Linked DNA regions of Mus musculus: region 2 is linked to region 1. Evidence: chromatin contacts called from public Hi-C data. All regions are on one chromosome and are shown on one strand. Each heading gives the region's core, a stretch centred on a gene start, on an enhancer-like site or on the middle of the called end of the contact. The rest is flanking DNA. Distances are from core to core; before and after follow the strand shown. Region 1 overlaps Gm36534 (a long non-coding RNA gene). Region 2 overlaps Tsc22d1 (TSC22 domain family, member 1).

Evidence for each region. A called contact is a pair of places that touch in the nucleus more often than the background predicts.
Region 2: a Hi-C map of bone marrow-derived macrophages shows a contact between it and region 1, with 28 read pairs. The contact joins two enhancer-like sites. A contact is called at or near these places in 6 of 484 Hi-C or Micro-C datasets (Th1 cells, bone marrow-derived macrophages and embryonic stem cells), 13 of 115 datasets of contacts at active chromatin or transcription factors (craniofacial prominence, embryonic basal ganglia, embryonic forebrain and 8 more) and 2 of 9 other capture datasets (adipose tissue and liver).

The regions. Positions count from the first base shown.
Region 1 is chr14:76,176,666-76,181,351 of GRCm38.p6, reverse strand. It overlaps Gm36534 (a long non-coding RNA gene), which reads right to left. Exons shown (of 3, transcript XR_874833.2): 2 at 2,065-2,135. Among named protein-coding and RNA genes, the nearest start is that of Gm36534, 14 kb to the right of the region's middle. Within about 2 kb of position 1,746, at least 31 of the 459 cell types and tissues checked have an H3K27ac peak or open chromatin away from gene starts, as enhancers often do. A contact at or near this core is called in adipose tissue and bone marrow-derived macrophages, where this site is marked.
Region 2 is chr14:76,426,353-76,431,367 of GRCm38.p6, reverse strand. All of the region lies in intron 1 of Tsc22d1 (TSC22 domain family, member 1), which reads right to left. Among named protein-coding and RNA genes, the nearest start is that of Tsc22d1, 13 kb to the right of the region's middle. Within about 2 kb of position 2,322, at least 33 of the 459 cell types and tissues checked have an H3K27ac peak or open chromatin away from gene starts, as enhancers often do. A contact at or near this core is called in adipose tissue and bone marrow-derived macrophages, where this site is marked.

The DNA of each region.
Region 1 (4,686 bases), core at 497-2,996:
CCTGGAGCCGTTTCTCCTGCCTCTTCTGCCAGCCAAGTTTCTTTGTATCCACCTGCCCTATGTCTTCTCTCCAATGCAACCTTGACCGGGTCATGGACGCCAGTCAGGCAACAAGATCGCCAGAGTAATAGCTATTTTGTAGCAATAGCTATATCAGAGGCTGTGCGCAGGCTTATCTGGCTCCAGTAGCGCCTTTTCACATTCCCAGAGGGAACTTACCCTGCTTCTTTTTCTCATCTTTCCCTGGGGTGTTATTTACCGCACCAAGATGGAAGCCTGAGTCTAGAGATGTCTCCAGAACATGTGATCTGGGCTGCTCACCGACTTGTTTTCAGGTCGCTAGCGTCCTCCTGAAACATTAATACTCTTTGCTGATATCAAAACCCTTTGAAGTCATCTCAGTTTGCCCGCAACTGGTCCCCATTTGTTGTAAATCGATGCTTTTCATGTCCCTGAGTAGCCTGAGCCAAAGCAGTCAAAAAAGTAAGGTAGCAGTCACCATGCTCAAGCAACAGATGCTCAGAGCCTGCTCAAGCTCTCCAAGGCATGGGGATTACACGGGACGCTGACAGAGAAGGACTCGGAGATCCTACTTGTACTGGTTGGTTTTGTGTGTCAACTTGACACAGGCTGGAGTTATCACAGAGAAAGGAGCTTCAGTTGGGGAAATGCCTCCATGAGATCCAGCTGTGGGGCATTTTCTCAGTTGGTGATCAAGGGCAGAGGGCATATTGTGGGTGGTGCTATCCCTGGGCTGGTAGTTTTGGGTTCTATAGGAGAGCAAGCTGAGCAAGCCAGGGGGAAGCAAGCCAGTAAGTAACATCCCTCCATGGCCTCTGCATCCATTCCTGCTTCCTGACCTGCTTGAATGGTATGAGAGAATACAATCCTCGGGACTGGGGAGATGGCTCCAATGGAAGAGTAGCTGCCACACAAGTGTGAGGGCCTGCGTTTGCTTCCCAGAACCCATGTAGAAGACTGGATCAGTGATGCACATCTATGCTCCCCAGCACTGGGGAAGCAGAATGACCACTGGGGCTTGCTGGCTAACAAGTCTAGACGGATCAATGAGTTCCTGGTTTAGGGGAAGACTTTAGGTCGAAAAATAAGCTGGCTACCGTGCACTTGCTGCACAATAGAAAAGACCAGGACTCAGACTCTTAGAACCTGTGTAAACCCTGGGCAGGTAGAGCAGCCCTTCACTCCACGGAATCCCAGCACTCCACGGCAGAGACCAAGGATTGCCAGACAAATAGCTGATGGAGCTTGCTGAATCAGCAGTCTCTGGCTTCAAGTGAGAAAGCTTGCCTCAATGTCTAGTGTGGAGAGCAATCCTGAAAAACAGCTGATGTCAACCTCTGGCCCCCATATGTATGCACATGCATATGTATACAAATGTGTGTAAACATACACACACACTAAATAAATGAATAAATAGATGAGTAATTGAAGAAGACACCAATTTTAATTTCTGACCTCCACAAACACACACATAAATGTGTATTCACACACACACACACACACACACACACCACACACACACACACACACACATGAAAACATAGTCCTCCACAGCCAGGGACACTCTCTCCAGAGACACTCACTGTTCTGTACGGAGGCTCCAGTAACACAAGGCCAGTCCTAGGGGTGATGGCCTGGGTCAGTGAGCAGATGTCATTGTCCTGAGTAGTACTGAGGGACAAATAGGCAACACAAGACGTCAGTGAAGCAACGATAAGGAAAGAGCATGAGAGAGTTTTCACTTCTGCTCTTTCCATACAGAAATGAGAAGGCTGCCTGGGACTTCCCAACCAGAAGAGAGGAACTGAAGAACCTTCCGGAAATCGAGGTTCATGCCCACATCCCCACATCATCTTAGAGTCCTCAACCAATACTCTCCCGACAGTACTCAGGCAAACACAACAGTGAGTCCTGACTGGCCACCATACTGAACTGCACAGAGTTGAATGTGTGTTTCTCCATTGCTAGGGTATATTCTCCCCCAGATCACCCGCAGTGTAAAACTGTTCGTAAGATGCCCATATGTTTAATGTGACAACTTACCCAAGAAGCAGGCCTGGGGATTGGAAAGGCGCATCGTCTCCTGTCAGCTTCTTCTGGGCTTTCAGCATGGCCTAGAAAATCCAACAGTTTCTGCCATGGGTTGTGGGGTTCACTGTGCACCTCTGGACTTCAGGATAACCTCTGAAATAACCACAAATACCTCCGGGACTAGTGTCAGCCAGAGGGCACGTGGAGTCTAGAATCTACCTTCTGTCTTTGTGTGCTAAGTCAGGATAACTTCACTGTCTCTTGTGGCATCGCTTCCGATTCACAGCGATGATTGCTGGCACACTCCTATTCAGCCTGTGCTGCGGGTGGGGTTTCCGTGAAGTAGGAACCATGGCTCCTCCATCCAAGAAACTTAAGACTAGTGAGTAACAGAGACACCAAGCCAGTAATTTCTGGATTGATGGAGCTGTGGAAGTCGTAGGGGAAGAAATAGACATCTATGCCAAGCCTTGGATGTCTCAGAGTGCTCAAAAGACTTGCCGAGGAGGGGTAAGGGGGTGGGGGATGGGGGTGTGGGGCTGGAAAGATGGCTCTGTGGTTAAGAGCACTGGCCTCTCTTCTAGAGAATCCAGGTTTGATTCCCAGCACCCATATGACAGCTCACAACTGTCTAATGCCAGGAGATCGTATGCCCCCTTGAGGCCTCCATGGGTACTGCATGCACATGGTACACAGATAACATGCAGGCAAATACTCATACACATAAAATAAAAATAAATAAAATCTAAAAAAAAAATAATTTTTTAAAGACACACCCCCAGAGACATTTGTTCTGTGCTTTGAGGATAGTTTTGCTTCCTGGTGAACACTGAAGGAAAAGATAGGAACATCCCACTCCTCCCAGGGCAGGTCCTCCATCTCCTGCTTCTCACCCAGACTCAAAAAGAGCCTTTGAGCTATGGAACATGGAACATAATGCACGGCGGTAGGGAGAGCCTAACATGTGGACGGAGATGACCTCCAATCCCAGCTTTGCCACTGGGAAGTCCCTACAAGCTCAGAGGGTGATGACTCCCATCCGCACTCCCAGGGCCATTGCGTGGATGCACAGGACCTTTTCCTTGAAGATGTTTCTCAGACTCTGCGACTTTAATCTCCCCTCAGCTGCTGTTTCTCAAGGCTTTGCGCATTCTGGACTTGAGCGGTTCCTGACACTGACATAGATTCCTGCTTCTTGGGTCCTTCACGACCCACTGTGCCCATCCTTCATCTCTTGCCCATGTTCATTTAAGGTCGGTCTCTAGTCTTGCCCCGGCACCCCGCTGCTTCCTTCACTGCTTCCCCACCACCCCGTCCCCATTGCTCTTTGATTGGGATTCAAGGAGGCCACGGGACAGGTTAGGGCTTCACCGGAAGCTTCACTACGCAAATCAGCTTAAAACCCAAAACTCAGACTCTCCCGTTTTACAAAGAAAGTCCATTTAAGCCAGAGGAAAGCTGTCTCTGTGCGGCTGAGGCCGGAAAGGATCCGTCTAGCCCTTAGTTTTTCCATGGAGTTGCTCTCATTCGGTAGTGGCCCTGGGAGAACTATCTGGAAGCTATGATCAGAATTCCCTTGAGGGTCAGATATAAACTTGAAAGTCTCAACAGGGACTAGTCTACTCATCTCCTCCCTCCAAAGCCACCTTAGTGCTCTCAGACCCACCTCAAAACAGGCCTGGCCAAGGTAAGAGATCCCCTTCAGCTCGGCTTCGCTGGCAACCATGTCTATCGGCTGTCCCCCACGAAGCAGCACGAGCTAGGCCCCCAAGGCATTTGCACCTTGATGTGGCAACTTTGTTGACTTCTACCTGGTCTAGGTGGTGGCTCATTTCTCCCAGACTACCAGATGAGGCACAGTTATGACTGTCCGATGACTGGGGTGACGGAGGGTGGGGGTAGGGGTGATGTGTCAGTAGGTGCTGTCCCCATCCACTTTGTTCTAAACCGCACAGAGGGCTTTGTGTGGGAGCATTTGGAGCAGGACAAGTGTGTCTTATAGGCTATGTGGATGCTCCAATGATTGGCAGGTGATGTAATAGTGGAGACGGGGGGGGGGGGGGGGGAGTCTTGAGGCTGGCGAGCAAGCAGAGGCTAAGAACTAATCTGGCGTCTACATACAACCGTGTGAAAACTCAGGTGTGCAAAAGCAAATTCGCATCAGCTTTTTCCCCACTCCAGTTCAGAAGGTCCCTGGGTGACTGCAGTTCCTGACAGCATCAGGGAACTGGAAGGCAAGGAAGATAGATGACAAAGGCGAGGTGGTGAAGGGAAAGGAGGGGCAGCCTCCTGGTGTTGGCCACAGAACGCTATGAAAGTGTCTTCCAAGATGAGGGGAGATGCATGGGATCCAGCCTGCCTCGTGTCTTCTTCCCAGAAACCTCCGAGTTCCTCCCAGCCAAGGCAGCGTGGTCTCCTGAAACGCGCTGCGAAGAGCAGTCCACTAAATAATGCGTTTCTTGATCAAAGATCCAACACATATAGGAGTTATGCCTGCTGCATTCAGGCTCCCAGCCTGTGACCTCGGCTTCACCAAGCCACAGTCCCTCCTCTAAAGTGACTTACCAGCCACCCAAAGCGTGCCCAGGTCATCAAAGACACGTGAGATGTTTGGTTACAATGCAGAACCAGGTA
Region 2 (5,015 bases), core at 1,073-3,572, 250 kb before region 1:
GACAACTCCTTAAGCTAGCTGCTGTCATTTTCACTCCCCATGGGTAGACCTCCAGGTGTAGGCAACGAGGGGAGGGCATCCCTGGAGAGTGGGCTGTACCAAGTTACTCCACAAAAACTGTCACAACTGCATCTTTCCTTCCCACCCTCTCTACTGGTTTACCACCCACCCTGGTGTTTGTTCATCTCCTAGTGATGTGTTTAACCTCTAACTCAGACCTCAGTTATTCACTACTCATGGTATGTAGACTCAGTGCTAATGGGATTTAAGTTTCATATTCAAAAGCTCAAATATAGTACAGCTTGGCTCTGTGAGAGTAGACTCTATTCTTAAAAGCTTTTGGTTTTACATATTAGATCTATTTATAATAAGCCACTGTAAAGCCTCATGGGCTTAGACTCTGAGTACAACTTGAAAAATAACTGAAACTAAGAAAAATTCCAAAAGGAGCCTTACCTTCCACACACTTAACTCGTGGCCTGGCCCGCGGAGACAGAAGGTCTGGGAAGGTCACGCGTAGAGGTAAACTGACGAGCTTTCACAGCAGCTACTCCCTCCCACTAGTGACAGTGAGAATTAGGGAGCAGACAGGGTCCAATCAGTACCCAGTGATGACCTAAGCCAGCACCTCATTTCTGGGCTTCACTGCACCCCAAAAACCCCAGCTGTCACTTTCAACAGCTCCAATGCTCATTCACGAAAACAAAAGAAAACGTGACTAACTTCTGCAACAACTCTTAAGTACAACAACTCCTAATGCAACCTTTCCAACAACAAATGAAATTTGCATTCCAACAGAAAGGAGGAAAATGATGAATTCCATTTTTAAACTGCATTATTAATCACTCATATAAATTAGCACTTTTGTAGTTCATTAACAAACATAAGCTGCAACAACTAAAAATTAAAGACCTGAGTCATAAATACGCTATTACAACTCAATTAGTTAGAGTAAGGTTTCTGCTTTTAGCCTATTTAACTGTTAAGCTATGCTGAGCATAAGGCAGACACCCTCAGTAAGCTTAGCACTGAGAACAGACAGTCCCATCTACTCATCTTCCGTGGCATAAAACTGTCTCCCTGGACATGGGAGGCAAGAGGCAGATAGAGCTCTGTGATATTTAGGACAGCCTGGGCTACATAGTAAGTTCCAAGACAAGTGAGGGTTACACAGTGAGAGCCTGTCTAAAAAAAAAAAAAAAAAAAGAAAGAAAGAAAGAAAAGAAAAAGAAAAGAGAAGAGAAGACAAGAAGAGAAGAGTGTCTCCAGTTACTCTTCTGAATTGTGACTAGACTCCCACAATTCCAAGTTAACGCCCAGGCAGTACACTTGGAACTGTTAGCTACAGCAATGGGAGCCACCACTGTCCACTGTCTTCCTCTCAGGTGTCCATGGGCCCTTATGAATTTATCATCAAGCTGCCAAAAGTTCAGAAGCTAAAAGGTCTGGGATGTGGAGTAGTCTTAATCCAACAGGGCACGAGGATAGGAGAGGCCTGGATCTAGATCCACTGTTCTCTCGTGAACTGTAAGAAGTACTCGCTAGGAACCAAATGTTAGCGATTTTAGCAGGTAAACAATGTGAACACTCAACTTCAGACAGTAACTGAGGAGTGTGTGGTGGGTCTCCATGAAGGACAAGAACAGTAAAGAGCAGCTGGGGCGAGTGCAGGAGAGAAAGGGGAGAGAGGGGCAGATCTGATGGAAGCTCCTGACCATCACGCCACTAAATACAGCATAAAGACATGGCCCGTGATGGATTCTAAGAGATGCAGGTAGGCTGTGAGAGGAACACCCACTGATGGTGCCCGGGAGAGTTGCAGATCGCTGGGCTCCTCACACCAGGCTGGGCACGTCAGCTCACACCACAGCTGCTGTGTCCACTCACCAGCTTCATTATCTCTGCCCCCAAAGGATACTTAAGAAACGCCCAACGACATAAACACTCAGGGCAAAGTGTTCACTTAGCAGCGTATTTTTAAAACTGTATTTGCTAGGCAAAGTCATCCAACATCATCTTTATAAAGTACATTTCAAAAGCGGACTGTGTTCAACAAAAAGAAACTGTGTACAACTGTCACCAATACAACCAGGTTATCTAGAGAGAGCAAGCAAGGAAATGAGCCTCAAGTTAAACACAAAACTTGCTTATAACGACAATACCTGAAATAGCCACCCCTTTCAACCCAGCAAATCAAAAACTAAGGGGCCCTCTATTATATCAAAATATCTTTATTAGTCAGTAATTCTACTGTGGTAACAGAAAATGCCCTTTGCCCCAGTGCCGCCCAACACTCTTTGAGAAAGCAGAAGTCTCCTGACCACATGCCACCACAGCAGGATGGCTCAACTTGAGAAGGAGAGGGACCACAAAGTGAAATCTTTGGGCATGAAGCAGTCTCTAGGATGAACTAAATGTGGGGGATCCCATTCCATAGGTGGGGGTCCTGGTGACTAGAAATTGGAAAGTGGGCTGAGTAGTGGCATTTGTATCCACACCCACACCCACTGTTTCCTGTCAGTTACATTGTTGCAACCATGAGAAGAAAGTCAAAATTCAAACCCCTAAAACAAGAATTCCATGCACAAATCCCAGATCCCACCATACTGAATAAAAGGCTTCTCTCTCTCTCCTCAGTTTCCTCACCTGTAAAATGGGGATAAATATGAAGCCAAAATAGATGTTCAGAAGATTAAGTAGCTAGCACCCATGTGCTCAGACAACTCAGAACAGTGGTGCTGGTTCTCCACTACTCTACACCAACGCCACCACTGATGTGATTGGAGTCTGAACAGCACACAACATATGGCAGAAACTACCAACTCCCAGGCAGGACAGAGCCTCAAGAGGGCATAATCTAACTCAAAGTGCTTAATTAAAAACAAATTAAAAACTACATGAAAGTACCCTTATCACTGCTGCTACTGAGATACACCATAATCATGTGGCGATTTTAAGGGTAAGTACCATTTCAACTCTGAGTATCCTTTCAAAGCACTCCTAGCCAGTCAATATACTATTTGTTAGTATGTATAGGCACACTAAGAAAGCCTAAAGACAAAAAAAAGGTAGTAACTAAATAACCTGAATAAGCTATTGAGAGAATTAAGTCTTTACTAACAAACAATTCTGAATTTGTAAGTCATTCAAAGAATACTCAGAAATGTACATGGGATATCAAGAATTCCCCAAACCGGACAGTCAGGTGTTACTGCAAAACTTCGAGGGCCCTGGAAGAGTAAGCCATTATTTTCTTCTGTCTCAACCACAGAGAGCTCTGAGCTACTCTGCTCCGTGGATCCATGGATGAGCAAAGCCACGGCATGCATCACGGCCTAACACTGATCTGTCAGGAAACCAAGTCACAGTAAGTCTCCCCAGTCAGCACGAAGTGGTTCTGTGACAGGCAACCAGGCCAAACACTGACAGGTTCACAGACATGAAGGGACACTCTTGGACTAGCCTCTGGTGATCCCTGGATTACATCATTTCCCCTCCTGGTGGTGGGGGTGCTGCTTCTGGTATCATCACCATCATCAGTAGCCCACCCTTAAAATCGGAGGCCTCATCTGTCTCCCAATGCTTCTCAGACACACACACAGATAGTCACTAATGCTACTGTGAGTTCTGACCACTGCCAGCCCTTTCATGGTTCTTTCCCCCTCTGAAGAGCCCCTACTTTCCTCTTCTGAATAACAGGCAACTAATAATGGCCACAAGCAAAACAGATCACAGAAACTGTAAGCAAATGTTTACCAAACTGGTTAGAGGAAACAAACAAACAGACCCCCTCAACAGAAGCAAGTAGCATTCTACAAGCTCAAAGATTGTTTTTACATAGCTGACTACAAAGGATTTCCAAGATAATACCTAGGTATTTTAGAAACATTTTATGGAAAATAACTATGCCAGTCAAAAGTGGGAAAAATACTGATTATTCCGATTACAAAATAAATGGAGGGCTCTTTGTTGTTGTTTCATTCAAGTTAAAAGAATTTTTAACAGCTTTAGAGAATACAAAATAAACAAAACACAGTGCTTGTTTAGGGAAAAAAGAAAAAAGAAAAAAACCCCAGCCAACTCACAAGCAGCGAAAAGCAAGTCTCAATCACATCTACCAAAGGAAAAAACTGACGTCACATGACAGCCTCTAAGGAATTTAATTCTATCTTCTAAAAAGCTGCATCTGATTTCCCTGTTCTTACACCATGATTAAGAGTAGATTTTCTTCATTAAACAGACTTTCACCATCTCTGTAAACTGAAATAGTTTTTGGGTACGAGTAGATTCCAAACATCCCTCTTCACAGAGGTTAAAATTTTATCAGATAATCACATCAAGTAATAAATTATAACAAGTATTATAAACAAAAATAACAAGGTGCTTTTAATTAGTTTTAATAAACAACCTAAATTCATATTGGTATGTCAGAGGCCCTCCCAAAAGTTAACAGTTTAGCGGGGTGTAGTGGTACATACCTGTAATCCCAGGGCTCTGGAGGCTGAAGCAGGAAGATCACAAATTCAAGGCCAGCTGGGGCTACACAGCTAAGTTCAAGGTTGGCCTAGGCTACATAGCAATATCTTGGATCAAAACAAGAAAAATAAAATACAATAAAATGAAAGGACAATTAAACTTTAAGGAAGAGTTGGGGAGGTGACCTTGGACACATTTATGTTCAAGAACTGCATGTCCAAATGCCCAGAGAGGAATGGGTGGCAGGTGAGAAAGTTCCTGAAAGGTCATCAAGTGTCATTAGGAATGAAGCAGTGGGAGTGGAAGCCCTGGGCAGAGCGCAGCGTGGGGCACTTGCCTGGCACGCACGGGACCCTAGGCGCCATGCCCAGCACGGAGAGAAGCGAACGTTTTACTTTTCCCTTTTATCTGCTTCTTGTCTGCCAAGAACAGTGAGCCCTTGCCACATGCTCGCTCCCACCACCAGGCGCATGGGGCCAAGCAACCAGGACAGAACCTTCTAAAACCAGGAGCCAAAATAAACCTCTCCTAGGGAAATG